3 separate regions of the Macaca mulatta genome follow, and regions 1 and 2 are each linked to region 3. The links are chromatin contacts, called in public Hi-C maps. All regions are on one chromosome and are shown on one strand. The core of a region is the stretch at or near the end of the contact, and the rest is flanking DNA. Distances in the headings are between cores, read along the strand shown.

Region 1 (4,482 bases), core at 1,747-4,246, 390 kb before region 3:
GAGTCTAGGTGGTGAAGGTGACATCTGGCAGTGATTTCTATGATCAGTGCTGGGGTCCAGGCCAGTCTATTTATGCAGCCTCTCCTCCTTTGGCCTTTGTTTTCAGGCCTGCTTGTCCAGCCTTCTGGTCAATTCTGAGAACCATCTAATATCTTTCCAGTAAGTTCCTTTTTGCTTAAGAGAGCCAGAATTGGTTCCTATTGTTCGATACTGAGAAACCCAGCAGATACAGATACTGAGTAATATTAGAGCAATACATGGTAAAGACTGAAAACATAGGTTCAAGAAGGGCATGGATATGTTCATGGCTAATGGATTTTCACCATTTACATCTCTATGTACAATTCTATTATTTTCATAATAAAATTTACTTTTATTATGCATTATAATAAAAGTACATTACTTTTAATAATGCATTATAATTGTCCATTATGGAAACATTTTACAATTTGTCCTTCATGTCTTTTTGGTAATGATTTTGGCAGTGCTGTAATTATTGTATTGCCTCTTTTCATTTAGCACATCATAATCATTTTTCTATGTCTTCAATAACATATTTTTAAGAGGCCATAAAATATTTGTTTCAGAGAGTAGGTCTGAAATTGGGCCCGAGATCCACTAAGTCAAGAGGAAGGGGTGCCTTTTTCTAATTGGTTGGCCTCTTTTTACACTTCCACTGCCCAGAAGGGATACCTTAAAAAAAAAAAAAAAATTGGCACGAATGTGCTATATGTGCTCCTGTAGCATAACTCCACTGAATAGGGTATGTGATAATTTCTTCGAGTCCCTTCAGGTTGGGCATTTGATTTACTTCTATATTTAATCTGCCATTAATACTTCTTGTTGAACATTTTTTGGCCTGAAGTATTTTCATATTTAGATTGTGTTGTTTGGCTTTTTTTGTTTTTGTTTTTGATAGATAAGTCAAAAGGTATGAATTCCTTTATGTCTCCTTATAAATATAACCAAGTATATAGCTTTCTAAAAGGACATTATCAATGTTCTCTATCTCCTTCTGAGTGAGAAAGTACCCATTTCACAGCATCCTCCCCCACAACTGAAATCATTAATTTCTTGATGGAGAACAACCAGTCCCCCTTATAAAATGCTTCCAACAAAATGTTAGACAATTCTATTCCTTGAGCTGTTCCTAAGATACGGAAAGTTCTAGATAGTTCCTAAGTGTACTGACAGAAAAAAAGTACATCTTCATAAATGTTTCAAGTAAGTTTAATGAGGCCTGGAGCCCATTTATTCTACCATGGCTATCGTACATTCAAATAGAGCTTGGCTTACATTGAACTCATTGTGACTGTAATATAAATGAAAGTGTTAGAACACTGTAAATACAGTGACATCATGTGATTTAAAGTGCAGTGGTTTTAAAAAGTCATCAAACAGGTTAAAATTAATGGATATTTCTATTAAAGTACAACAGAGGCCAGGCGTGGTGGCTCACACCTATAATCCCAGCACTTTGGGAGGTGGAGGTCGGTAGATCACTTGAGGTCAGGAGTTCGAGACCAGCCTGACCAACATGGTGAAACCCCGTCTCCACTAAAAGTACAAAAATTAGCCAGGTGTGAGCACAGGCCTGTAGGCCCAGCTACTTGGGAGGCTGAGGCGGGAGAATCGCTTGAACCCGGGAGGCGGAGGTTGTAGTGAGCTGAGACCACGCCACTGCACTCCAGCCTGGACAACAGAGCGAGACTCTCTCTCAAAAACAATAATAATAATAATAAAGTACAACAGAACATCTAGTTGTCTGGGTAACTGAGGGAGAAATTAGGCCGAATGACTGTTATTTGTTCTGGCCAGATAATGTTGGCCTTAAATTAAATCACCTTTGGCCTACCTTCTTCAAAACGAAATAATTTTCTCTTCGGCAAAACATTTATTTGACCAAATGATTACCATCGTATCTTTGGAAGCAAACAAAATATCAGAATTTACATCATATAATTTACACATGCAAAGCCCGATTTTGCCAGCTAGGGAGGGATACGCTAAACAAAGGGAAGTGGTGAAAACAAAGTAGTAATGTTATGATGGGTCAGAGAGCAACACTTGGCAAGTTGTGCCAAATTAGTCGACGAAGCACTCTATTGGGAATTGCAAAGTAGGAAGTCCTATTTTTGACTCTGCTGACCTCAGTAAATATTTCCTTGTTTTAAAAATGGGCATAATTTTCTGTTACCTAAGAACAGTTATGAAAATTAACGAGTCTATAAAATGTTCTGACGTCTCTAGAAGCCCTTCCTAAACACACACTATAATTGTGTATTCATACAGTGCCTGCTCCTGGTATTTGAAGATATGCCGGTTTTTATTAATGACACCTTCTACCACTAAGTTCACTGTGAGTCCTCGTAAAATTAATTAATGAAATAGCCACTATTTTAACTGGGAGACTGCCTTCAGAAGTGGTTTCCCCTGCCCATATGGTCAATGTTACGAAATTAAACACTGTGAAGTACCAAAGGCAGTGCGTTCCTCTTTGGAGGGAGGCGGCAAACGGGAACCGGACTGAGAAGAGAGCTAGCGGCAGTGCGCGGGGAGCCTCAGCCGCTCCGCACGCCCCGAGCCGACGGGTCCTAGAGCGACCCGGGGCCCGGGCTCGCGGCGGCCCCAGCGGGGCTCGATTACTCTCGCCTGGGCGAGAAGCGGCGTCTCGGCTCGGAGGAGCCCTACGGTGGGGAGGTGGGGCGACGACAACAAAAAGAAGTCAAGTGGGAGGGGATTCGCCGGCGAGGGGGGAGACGGCGGCCGCCTAGCGGGAGGAGGCGGACATCTCCGAAGGGACCTGCGGCGCCGGGAGCCCAGCGATCCTGCCCACGAGCGACTGGCGGGTCCGGGAGGGCGCCTCGCGGCGTGCAGCCGGGAGCCCCGCGGCCCGCCCCTCGCGCAGCTCGCGCCTCTCTCGCGCCTCCGTCCCGCCCCCTCGCCTAGCACCGCCCGCGCGCAGCGTCTCGCGCCGGCCGGGCCCGCCCGCCGGGAAACAGCCGCGAGAGCAGCGGCCGCGGCGGCCGCCAGCGCGCCTTCCCCTCCCGCGCTACCGCGTCGCCCCCGCCCTCGGCACCTCGTCCCCGGGCCGCGCGCCCGCGCTCCGGCCAACGTTCTCTCCCGGCCTCCCGGGCCCGCCGCCCACTCCCGCGTCTCCGAGCCCCTCAACCGCCGCGGTCTCCCTGGGCGCGCGGCCCGCCGCCTGCTTCCGGGGCGGGCGGACTGGGCGCCTGGTGCCGGCGGCCGCAGCGACAGCGCCCCCGGGAAGCAGAGGAGGAAGGAGAGAAGAGGTGGAGGTGGCCGCAGGCTGAGTCGCGGCCGGGATGTCCGGGCAGCCGCCGCCGCCGCCGCCGCCGCAGCAGCAGCAGCAACAACAGCAGCAGCAGTTGTCGCCGCCACCGCCGGCGGCCTTGGCTCCAGTGTCCGGAGTCGTCCTGCCGGCGCCCCCGGCCGTCAGCGCCGGCTCCTCTCCAGCCGGCTCGCCCGGCGGCGGCGCGGGCGGCGACGGCTTAGGGGCCGCGGCGGCCGCCCTGCTCCTCCACCCCCCGCCGCCGCCGCCCCCGGCCACCGCGGCCCCGCCGCCCCCGCCGCCGCCCCCGCCGCCACCTGCCTCAGCGGCCGCCCCCGCCAGCGGGCCCCCAGCGCCTCCGGGCCTCGCCGCGGGCCCCGGCCCGGCCGGAGGCGCCCCGGCCCCAGCTCTGGTGGCGGGCAGCAGCGCCGCGGCCCCCTTCCCGCACGGGGACTCGACCCTGAACGAGCAGGAGAAGGAGCTGCAGCGGCGGCTGAAGCGCCTCTACCCAGCCGTGGACGAGCAGGAGACGCCGCTGCCTCGGTCCTGGAGCCCGAAGGACAAGTTCAGCTACATCGGCCTCTCTCAGAACAACCTGCGGGTGCACTACAAAGGTACTGGGCTTGTGTCCTGCCGTGGGAGTGGGGCACTGACCCGACGTGGCCGGCCACCGCTGCGCCGCTCTCGACCCGCCCCCGACCTCCCCCGACCCCCGCCCTCGCGGGCTCTGCCCTCGGAGGCCACTCGCCGCTTGTTGTGCTGCTCCGGGTGGGCGCGGGGGTCGCGGTGAAGGATCCGAGGGTGAGGGGCGAGATTCTTGGAAGAGGAGGGTGAGTAGAATGCTCCAGGGTAGGAAGGAGCTGGTAATCTTAGGCCAGGAGCAGGACACCTTGAGGGAATCCGGGATGACAGGACAGAACTGGCTTTCTGATTTCCCTGGGAGATAAATCTTGGGGCTTGGGTAGAGGAATCCATGGACTCGGAGTTGGGTTACATTGTTCTCCAGGTGGTGGGTCAGGCGTTCTCCTCTTACAAGGAGGGAAGAGAGGCACGATTCTGAGGTATGATTTCTAATTAAGAGAGAGCAGGGATACGCAGGGGGAGGAGTAATCAAAATTAGGCCAGAGATTGTCTAGGGGGACTAAAGGACAAGGGACCCAAGTTTGCCATCAGTATATCTTAGTGAAAGC
Region 2 (4,639 bases), core at 1,792-4,291, 290 kb before region 3:
TAGAGCACACCAGCACGCCCAGTTACTTTTTTTATTTTGTGTAGAGACTGGGCTTTACCATGTTGCCCAGGCTGGTCTTGAAATCCTGGACTCAAGCAATCCACCTGCTTCAGCCTCCCAAAGTGCTGGGATTACAAGTGTGAGCCACCGTGCCCAGCCCAAAACTGATTTTTCCACAGAGAATCCAATCTGAAATTACTACTAATTAAAATATTTCCCATGTTAGCCAATACTTTAACTCTCTTAGAGGTCTCCTTTATATCCCAAATAAAACAAAAGATTCATTACCTGACAGACTGTACTTTTTGTACTTTAACTTTTTTGGAGTCATTTCCTTTTTCACAGTCTTCATTTTTCTTTTGCAAATTAACTAAAAAATGGAGTTACATTTGCTAATTAGCATTCATGTAAAAATAAATCAGGAAATTTACTGGAGTTCACTTTAAGCATCCACTACACACCCATGTGGATGCAGTTTTTATTTGTATGAAATACAGGGAATAGGCCCCAGCTAACCTTGGCCAGGCCCGTGGCTTTCTAAGGGCCATTCATATTTGACTGGAAACATCTGCAAGTGCACTTGACACTTACGTGAAAAGTTATTTAAATTAGAATAGTCATACCTTCTTTGACCTTTCCTGGCGATTTCTTGACACTAAGGGAAAAAAACAAAACCACTGACTGGAATGGCAGATAGCAAAGGTTACTCAAAATATGTTATATTATTTCATCTGACTTTACAAGCAAGACACTCCCTTTCATTACCAACACCCTCAATTTCTACTCAGGAGCTCTCAGTTTGGAAAGCAACAGTCACTCCCCAGTACACTGCCACCAACTCTCAATCATTGGAAGATCTTCACAATGTAAATCTGAAAGCCTATTAGCAGGCTTCCAAAGCAGCAAAATGCTATGGGCAATGGAGTTCAAGTGAAACACTTAATAACAAGTTATATAGTATTTGAAATATGAAGTGAATGGTAGTAGGCCTGCCTCATTTCATTTGGAGAAATCACAAAGGATTAATTTAATAGTGTAGGCACAGGAGACAGTGAACAATGGAGAGAGAAATGTAAATGGACAGAATACAATACACAAGCATTTGCACAGGAGAAAGGCCACACAAAAGCGGAAGTGATGGGAGGCGGGCGGGCCAATTGAAAAGGTAAAGATGACACTTGAGCTTGGTTTTAAAAGATGAAAGGGAATTTGCCACCAAATAGATTTGCTCTTATGTTTAATGTATTCAGGATCTGAGTAACTCTTGGTAGTTTTTTTTACTGAAAATTTGAGAGCCACTGGCCTAAGCAAAAAGGGGCTAAATTTCTGAATTTAAAGCCTTAAGGAGAAAGAGGATAGAAACAAAAAATACAAATATTTAGAAGGCTAAATTTAGTAGGGTTTGACCGATTCTCAAGGACGACTATACCTTTTCGCTTTAAACCATAAAACACCAAAGATGCTAAATGAAGTGGGGAACAGGGAGGAAGGTCAGGTTGGTGGTAGGTAAGGCAAGTATGGGACAAATTGAGTTTTCAGAGCCTGTGGATAAGTGCCTGCTACCCCACTAAATGATTCAAAACACTCTGTATTCACCACCACCTACTCTGCCCTAGTACAATAACAGGCAATCAACAAAATGTACTGAATGAACACAATGGGATCAGGAATTCAAAAAATGGCAAAATAAGTGAAACATAAAGTTACCTCCTCCTTTCGCACCAAATTCATATACCAAGGTAGCTTTTAAATTTGGGTTCTACAATTCCTTCAGCTATATGGAGTCAAATAAATGTACCAGTATATAATTCAAAGATGAGTGTATATAAGCAAGTAATATAAGAAGATCCATTACTTACTTAAGAGTCTGTGAAGCTGTGGTTAACTTCTCTAAAATAGTGTCTGGAAGGAGTTTTCTTTTCTTTTGGAATGAAAACGTTTAAAATTAATAAAGTCATGTACACAGTATGTCCGGAGTTGCTTCTGAAGTTACTACTTCTAAGAATGCCCTACATCTAGGCAAAGAAATGAATTAGGTTGGAAACTGCCTCCACTCCAAGTTATGGGAAGATTGGGTCCACAAAACTCCATATTCTCTGAAAGACTTGATGAAAACTGGAAAAGGTGCCCACGGTATTCCAACCCTCAGGTCACTGTTACAAACTGAAAGCCGTTAAGTAATGTCCACCTGGAGCCAGTTCTCTGTGTCGAGTGTGTACCAGACAGCAAAGCAACCATACACCAAGTCTTGTACAGCCCTTACAGTTTACAAACCACCTAATTCTCACAGCAACCTCTTATTTTCAGTTGGTGGACACTAAAGGAGACGAGTTTTTTTTTTTTTTTTGAGACAGGGTCTCTCGCTCTGTCGCCCAGCCTGGAGCGCAGTGGTGTGATCTAGGCTCAAGGCAGCCTCGACATCCCGGGCTCCGCCCACCCAGTCCCCCTAAAGTACTGCCGCGCCCGGCCCAAGCATCTTTCTACCACTGTCAGAGAAAATCTTGGTGACTTTTTCCCCACTCAATATCCTACCAACCCAAATTACATCCACCACGAGAATTATCCGCAGGCCAGGTTGTTTTAATAAGACACCTCCCCCCTATCCTCTAACCTTCTGTTCGATGAACAGCTCCTCGCGTCGCTTCCTCTTCTCCTTCAGGAGCGTTTTATCCCTGGGAGGAAGGGTGACAAGTCAGCAAAGGGAAGGACAAGCGGGACGAGAAGGGGCGGTTCTCCCCGCCCGGCCGCGGGCTCCAAACCTGCGCACGGTCTCCCGCACTCGCCGCTCCTCTTCTCTCGCTTCCGCCTGGGCGCTGGCGAAAGTCAGCTCCTCCGGGGCTTCGTCGTCAAACTCATCGTCCCCTTCCTCGTCTTCCTCCAGCGGCTCGGCGGCCGCGCCGCTGCTGGGCTGACCGAGCAACAGCCCGTGCTCCGCCTCCTCCTCCTCCGAGGCCGGCTGGCCCTCGTCCACCATCGCCTCCGCCGACGCCGGGGCGCGAGACGCGCGCGGTCGCAGCTGCACCATGTCCCACGCAGCGCTAGACCGTCTGACCTCTGACTCGGAAGTAACTGCAAGCGAAGCGCAAGCGGACTTTCATCGCCCCCTGCAGGTTGGGAGGTCCTCAGGACGGGCGGGGCGCATGCGCGAAGCCAGGAAGGGCGTGGCCTATGGGCAGTGGGTGTGTTTCTTCCACATGGCTCGCCAAGGCCGCCGTAGGGTCGGTTGGACGCCACGGAAAATGCTCTGCGGGCGAGAGCGGCTGGCAGTGGGGCTGGTTTCAAGGCAGGGAAGAGCCATTGCGCTGCCCTCCTCGGCTGGGATGGCGAGACAGGGCTGGCACGGCTCACTGTCCAGTGCTTAGAAAACCGGTAATAGCGGGTCCGAGGCGCTGCTCGCCGCAGTTTTTTGGCCCTGGGTTCCGTCAGGTGGATCCAGCTTATCAGTGTTTGTAGATTTGGCTGCGTTCGCTCCGCACTTCGGAGGAGATGGCGTTTCATGGGAAGAAATGCGCTCTAGCAGATGGCCGCCGTGGCCAGTCAGCCCTCCTGTGACGGACGAAGACGCTGGCCACAGACCTCGGCTCTAAAGAAATTTGCACAGCCCGGCGCCCTCGGCCTGCCCAGCCCCTTAGCCGCGGCGAGGCCCGTTAGGATGTGGGCCCTGTGGGAGCGATGCCCTTCCTGGTTCCTAACCCACGGCCTGGAGCAGCAGCTGGCCCGTGGCAATGCTGAGCAAATCTCCTGAAGGAATGGCTTCGCCGGTCCCTACAGAATGCACCCGAGTTTTGTCGTATATACACATACGTACTCTTTTTTTCCAAGTATATTTTATTTCTTGGCAAACATGGCCCTTTGTGATCGCCGTGTTTCTCTCCTCCCATCCATTATACAATACTAAATGATCCATCATTCTTTGAACAAATCAAGCCGTTTCACACCTGCAATGCAATTGTACCGACCGTGCTCTTCCCTCTACTGCTGCAATCCCCCAGGCAGAAGTCCTTTTCATACTTCAAAAATTCCCACCCAGGCAAACTTCAAGCACCTTACCCCCTACCCCATCCCACTCTGCCCACCTCTATCTGCTGTGGTCTGAACCCGCACAAATGTCTATGTAGTTTCTGCGCTGCGTAACAGTTTGTATGACAGTTGCTCCAGCCGTTCTGTGAACTCCCGAGGGGAAGGACCAGGTCTTGCTAGTCATTTTATTTCTAATGTCTATCATATGGCAGATGTTTAATAAATGCTAAGTTGAATAATTCTATCTCACACATATATTGTGTTTTTAATTCTCCTTTCATGTCTTCTGTTTTAGAAGCAGTTCCCAATTTAAAAACAACAAAACCAAATAGGAACAAAAATGGTAAAACTTAAGAACAACAACAAAAAAAGCTGCCGAACCAGAGGTTCATTATGAGAGGAATTGCAAAGAACAGTTTGAAATCTGTAGGCCTTAGTCTAAGATAGATTACAAATCAAAAATATAATCAGACTCCCTGAGATACTGTGCTAACACTAGGAAAATGAATACAGTTAACTTGGAGCAGCCCAGGAACAAACTTCTTATAAGCGCATGACGGTATTTTATGTGCAAAACTGCTTTATAAGTACTATAAGACTATTACAGGTATTACCAGTG
Region 3 (4,445 bases), core at 1,825-4,324:
AGACCAGCCTGGCTAACATGGTGAAACTCCATCTCTACTAAAAATACGAAAAATTAGCTGGGTGTGGTGGTGGGTGCCTGTAATCCCAGCTACTCCAGAGGCTGAGACAGGAGAATCGCTTGAACCCAGGAGGCAAAGGCTGCAATGAGCTGAGGTCGCAACATTTTGCACTCCAGCTTGGGCAACAAGAGCAAAACTGTCTCAAAAAAAAAAAAAAAAAAAAAAAAAAAAAAGGATCAGTGCTGTGGAAAAAGGAAAAGGTAGAACTGCATACAGGGGATTGGGATTCGAGTAAAGTGTTGCAATTTTAGGTGGGGTGGGGAGAGTAGCCTCTGGGAGGGGACATTTGATCACAACTGAGGTAAGTGAGTGGCCCATGCGGCAAGCAGAGGGTAACGTGTTGCAGGCACAGGGAATGTGAGAAGGTCCTAAGGTAAGGCAGTCACTCATAGTAGCTGAGATTGAGGTAAGAGAAGGTAGACCATGAGAAGTGTTGTTAGGCTGTTGTGAGTACTTCAGTTTTTCCTGTGAGAGAAATGGGGAGCCACTGAAGGATTTTGTGCAGAGGAGGGATATTTTTAGATTCATTCTGGCTGCAGAGTTGACCAAAGTCTCAGGGTGTTATCTCTTAGGGAAGCTTCCACATATTCTGTTAGCAGCTCATCAAAAAACAGAATGAAGGGCAGTTGAAGGCACCAATATTGCTGTCACCATTCAGTGAATAGCAGCCTTGAAAACTGATTATATGAATTGGAGTTATCTTGTCATACCCAGATAAATTAGAGTCCAGAAATGAGGGAGAAGAGAAAGTATTTGGGGCACAAAGTGCCTGCCCAGGAATTATATTGAAAGCCAGCTGCCAAGGTGACCTGCTATATAACCTGAAGACCAGTTTTACCTAGTAGCTGCTGAAACTCTAAGACTAGTTTTACTTACCACCTTCTCTCACAAATTAGAGCTTGCCTGCTCCTAAAAACTTTGCTTAGGGTCAATGAGCTATCTTTCAAGGCAATACATAACATTTCTCTAATGAAACCTCCAACCATCTCTTTGTTCTTCTGAAGACCACCCAAGTCTGTGTGTATGCCCTGAACTGCAATTCTGTTTTCCCAAATAAAATGATTTAGAGACTCATCTTTGTATTTTTAATTGATCTTGACACAGCCAATTCACATATATCCCTACTGTGCCACATGCCAGGCACCATGCCAAGTACATTACATACTTTCTCATTTAACCCTTCCCACCTTCTATATAATCACCACTATTGGTGATGATTTTATTCTATTATTATTTTTTGAGACGGAATTTTACTGTTGTTGCCCAGGCTGGTGCCATCTCGGCTCACTGCAACCTCCGCCTCCTGGGTTCAAGTGATCCTCCTGACTCAGCCTCCGGAGTAGCTGGGATTACAGGTGTGCACCATCACGCCCGGCTAATTTTGTATTTTTAGTAGAGATGGGGTTTCACCATGTTGGCCAGGCTGGTCTCGAGCTCCTGACTTCAGGCGATCCGCCTGCCTCAGCCTCCCAAAGTGCTGGGATTACAGGCGTGAGCCACCGCGCCCAGTCTTGGTGATGATTTAAAGACAAGAAAATGAAATTGTAAAAGTTAGTGACCGGCCCAAGGTTTAGATCAAGTAAACGGAACCTGTGTAAGGTAACTTGAAGAACTCTGCTTACTCATGTGAACACTACCCAAGTAAGGTTTAGTACCCCAGTACTGAGGAACTAAAGATGGTGGTGGTAAGGGGGTGGGGAGAGGCATCAGTGTTTGAGTTCAACCACCACACGTTTCTTTTTTTAAGTTCTGTCTAGCCATTATACCACACATTTGTCTGCACTATAACCGGACTTCTGCACTGTTGATAGTCCTAAGTTTCCTCTAAAGCTTGGCATCTGTGTGGTTTATTTGGTAGAGATTTGGACTTTCAAAGGGACGATACCCATCACTGGGGATTTCTCTCAAACCCTGGCGGTTTAAAAACCTACTTGGGCACTGCTGCTCAGCCGGTGGACCAGTGAGGCAAGCACAGAAATAGAAAGCAAGCATTTGTAAGCGTTAGTAGCTACTTTAAAGAGTAACTTTGTTCTGTTAGACCTACTAATAACAAATCGGAGCTTGTATTTAGCACATATATATTTTTTTAACTTTCATTTTTCTCCCATTTTATAGTATTTTACCTGAGAGGCTGAATATACTAAGACAATGGCCAAACCTAATATAAAAACAGACCTCTAATCCACAACCTGCAGCAACCTGCCCGGAAAACCAGTCCGTTATCTACAATAAGCAACCCAGGGAGCCTGCCTGCTCTAAATCAGACTTGCAGGAAGCCAGATTGCCGTCTCTAGCAACAGTCTAGGAAGCTGAACAATAACTTCTGTAACAACTGGGCTCCAGTGGCCAGGACTTAATAACTGATCGCTTTCTTAATTTTTGTCCTTGCTTCCAAGTTAGGACCGACCAGAGAAAGGCAACTATGCCCCCTAACCAATCCCTGGGATATTTCACTTCTAGGGAGCTGCCTCCAGACTCCGGTCTGCGCACACCTAAAGCCTTCCCTTTTGTCCACCCTAAAGCGTCCCCACTCCTCTGTCTGCCTTTGCGTCCCTCCCCAAAGGCAAGGGACAGTGGCTGACGCCTTTGCTCTTCTCGTTCAGATGGTCTTCCATTTATTCCCACACACCCGGGGCGGGGAGGAAATTAGCAAAAGCAAAACTCGGGTCCTGCACGCAGGCAGCTTAAGTATGGCCCTAGGGCTCGGGTCTCCCCTAGGTAGGAAACTCGAGGGCCGGAGACGGCAGTGCAACCCAGGCACGCGCCTTCGGACGGCCGGAGTAAATGGTCGCGAGATTTTGCAGGGTAGCAAGGGCCCGGGTGCCTAGGGTGGGAGAAACTACACAAGCCTGGAGGCGAGTCTAGCCCTTTATCCCGTCGGGTTTCACCAACGAAACCCCGAGCTTCCCGGAGTGAGGGTGGAGCTTCCTGCGCGCGCCCTCTGCGCATGCGCCGGCCCAGTGCCCGCCCCTCGACCTGGAGTTGATGTCACATCCGGCGGCGGCGGCGGCGGCGGTGCTGAGTTTTGTCTCCCGGGCCGTCGGGGCGCGCACGGGTGTCCCAGGTGTCCCGCCATCTCCCTCCTTCCCGCAGGACTCGCCCCTCCTGGCCCTGGGCTCCAACGGTGCCCGCCTGCCCGGCGGTCAGTCAGCGCACAGGGCACGGCTTCCTCTGCTTCTCCGGACCACTTAGTCTCAACCCGGGCGTGTTTCCACTTCTAGAGGTGAAGCATCCATCAGAGAGAGAATGGGACCTGGGGTCTTGGACCACGGTGTTTTTACTTTTCCCATCAGGTGGACGCGCATGGGCAGGAGATTTTATTTGCAATGTTTCCTCCTAGAGGATGCCTTTGTCATTGTAGTGCAATCTAAGAATGGGTGTCCTTAGACAACAGGGACCGACCGAATCGTCATGCAACTGTTTGGATGCCTTAAAAAAAAAATAAATCCCCACACTCATTACGCGTTTTATGCTGCTGACTTTTTTATTTTTAAGACATCTGCTCCCGAAAGCTCAGAGCCATTTAGCATTTCATTTACTAAACGAATCCTAATCTTTCCTGTGACTGGATCAGTTCAGAGGATATCTTTTCAATAAGGAAGGAAGCCCTCCCCTGCTCACTGGGGACGTCTCAGGATGTTTAAACCTGAAGATTTACTCTTGTGCACAGAGCCTGGAAGCATTTGCGTGAGGCAGTGCCGTGCTTTTTTGGGAAATGCATCACATCTTTTCTGTTCTTGAAACGCCAAATCTAACTTGGTCTTTTTTTGGATGAGTTACCTCCAGTATTATGAAGGTTACTATGAAGGAACCTGAGACCACTGAACTTTTTGAGTTCTTGCGATAGATTTTAAATCGTTTTTCTGGCTTCAACTCTGACTTTAGGATCACTGTCAATCGGCTACATTCTTTACTCTCTTCTCCTTATAATTTAATGCAATTTATCTGTTGTAAGTTTTGAATTTTGATAGTTACACTTAATAGAATTGTGTTTAAAAGAAAAGTGAGGAACTCGTGGCTTTTTACTTTTATATAACTTAATTTTTCATTTTGCAAAATGCCCATTTAAAAAAACAACTAAGCTAAAGAAAGGAAATTAAAATCATCTGGAATCCTACTACCTAAAGATAACCATTGCTAACATTTTGGAATAGAGTGTTAATTTTTAAAATACATGAAATTTGTAAAAAAACAATGAAATCATAGTGTATACTGTTGGAGTATAGTTTTTTTTGACATATCTTGCCTGGCTTCCATTTCACTTATTTTTTTTTCTTTGCACATTTATAATAACTACAGAATGTTCTATTGTGCTAGGCATTCATAGGTATAGTGGGAAACCTAGTGCATAAACCTTGTGCCATGTATTTTAGCAGCTCAGAGAA

Evidence for each region. Hi-C and Micro-C count contacts between places; a contact is called where the count stands out from the background.
Region 1: a Hi-C map of liver shows a contact between it and region 3, with 4 times the contacts expected there. The contact joins the promoter of RANBP9 here to the promoter of TBC1D7 in region 3. A contact is called at or near these places in 2 of 14 Hi-C or Micro-C datasets (fetal cortex germinal zone and liver).
Region 2: a Hi-C map of fetal cortical plate shows a contact between it and region 3, with 3 times the contacts expected there. The contact joins the promoter of NOL7 here to the promoter of TBC1D7 in region 3. A contact is called at or near these places in 4 of 14 Hi-C or Micro-C datasets (fetal cortex germinal zone, fetal cortical plate, fibroblasts and 1 more).

Annotation. Positions count from the first base shown.
Region 1 is chr4:169,399,318-169,403,799 of T2T-MMU8v2.0, forward strand. RANBP9 (RAN binding protein 9) reads left to right here and starts at 2,997. Exons shown (of 14, transcript XM_015135575.3): 1 at 2,997-3,906. The coding sequence starts at 3,327.
Region 2 is chr4:169,500,198-169,504,836 of T2T-MMU8v2.0, forward strand. It overlaps NOL7 (nucleolar protein 7), which reads right to left and starts at 3,042. Exons shown (of 8, transcript NM_001261675.1): 1 at 2,760-3,042; 2 at 2,612-2,672; 3 at 1,860-1,921; 4 at 624-655; 5 at 289-370. The coding sequence starts at 3,025.
Region 3 is chr4:169,786,112-169,790,556 of T2T-MMU8v2.0, forward strand. It overlaps TBC1D7 (TBC1 domain family member 7), which reads left to right and starts at 3,075. Exons shown (of 7, transcript XM_015135574.3): 1 at 3,075-3,283.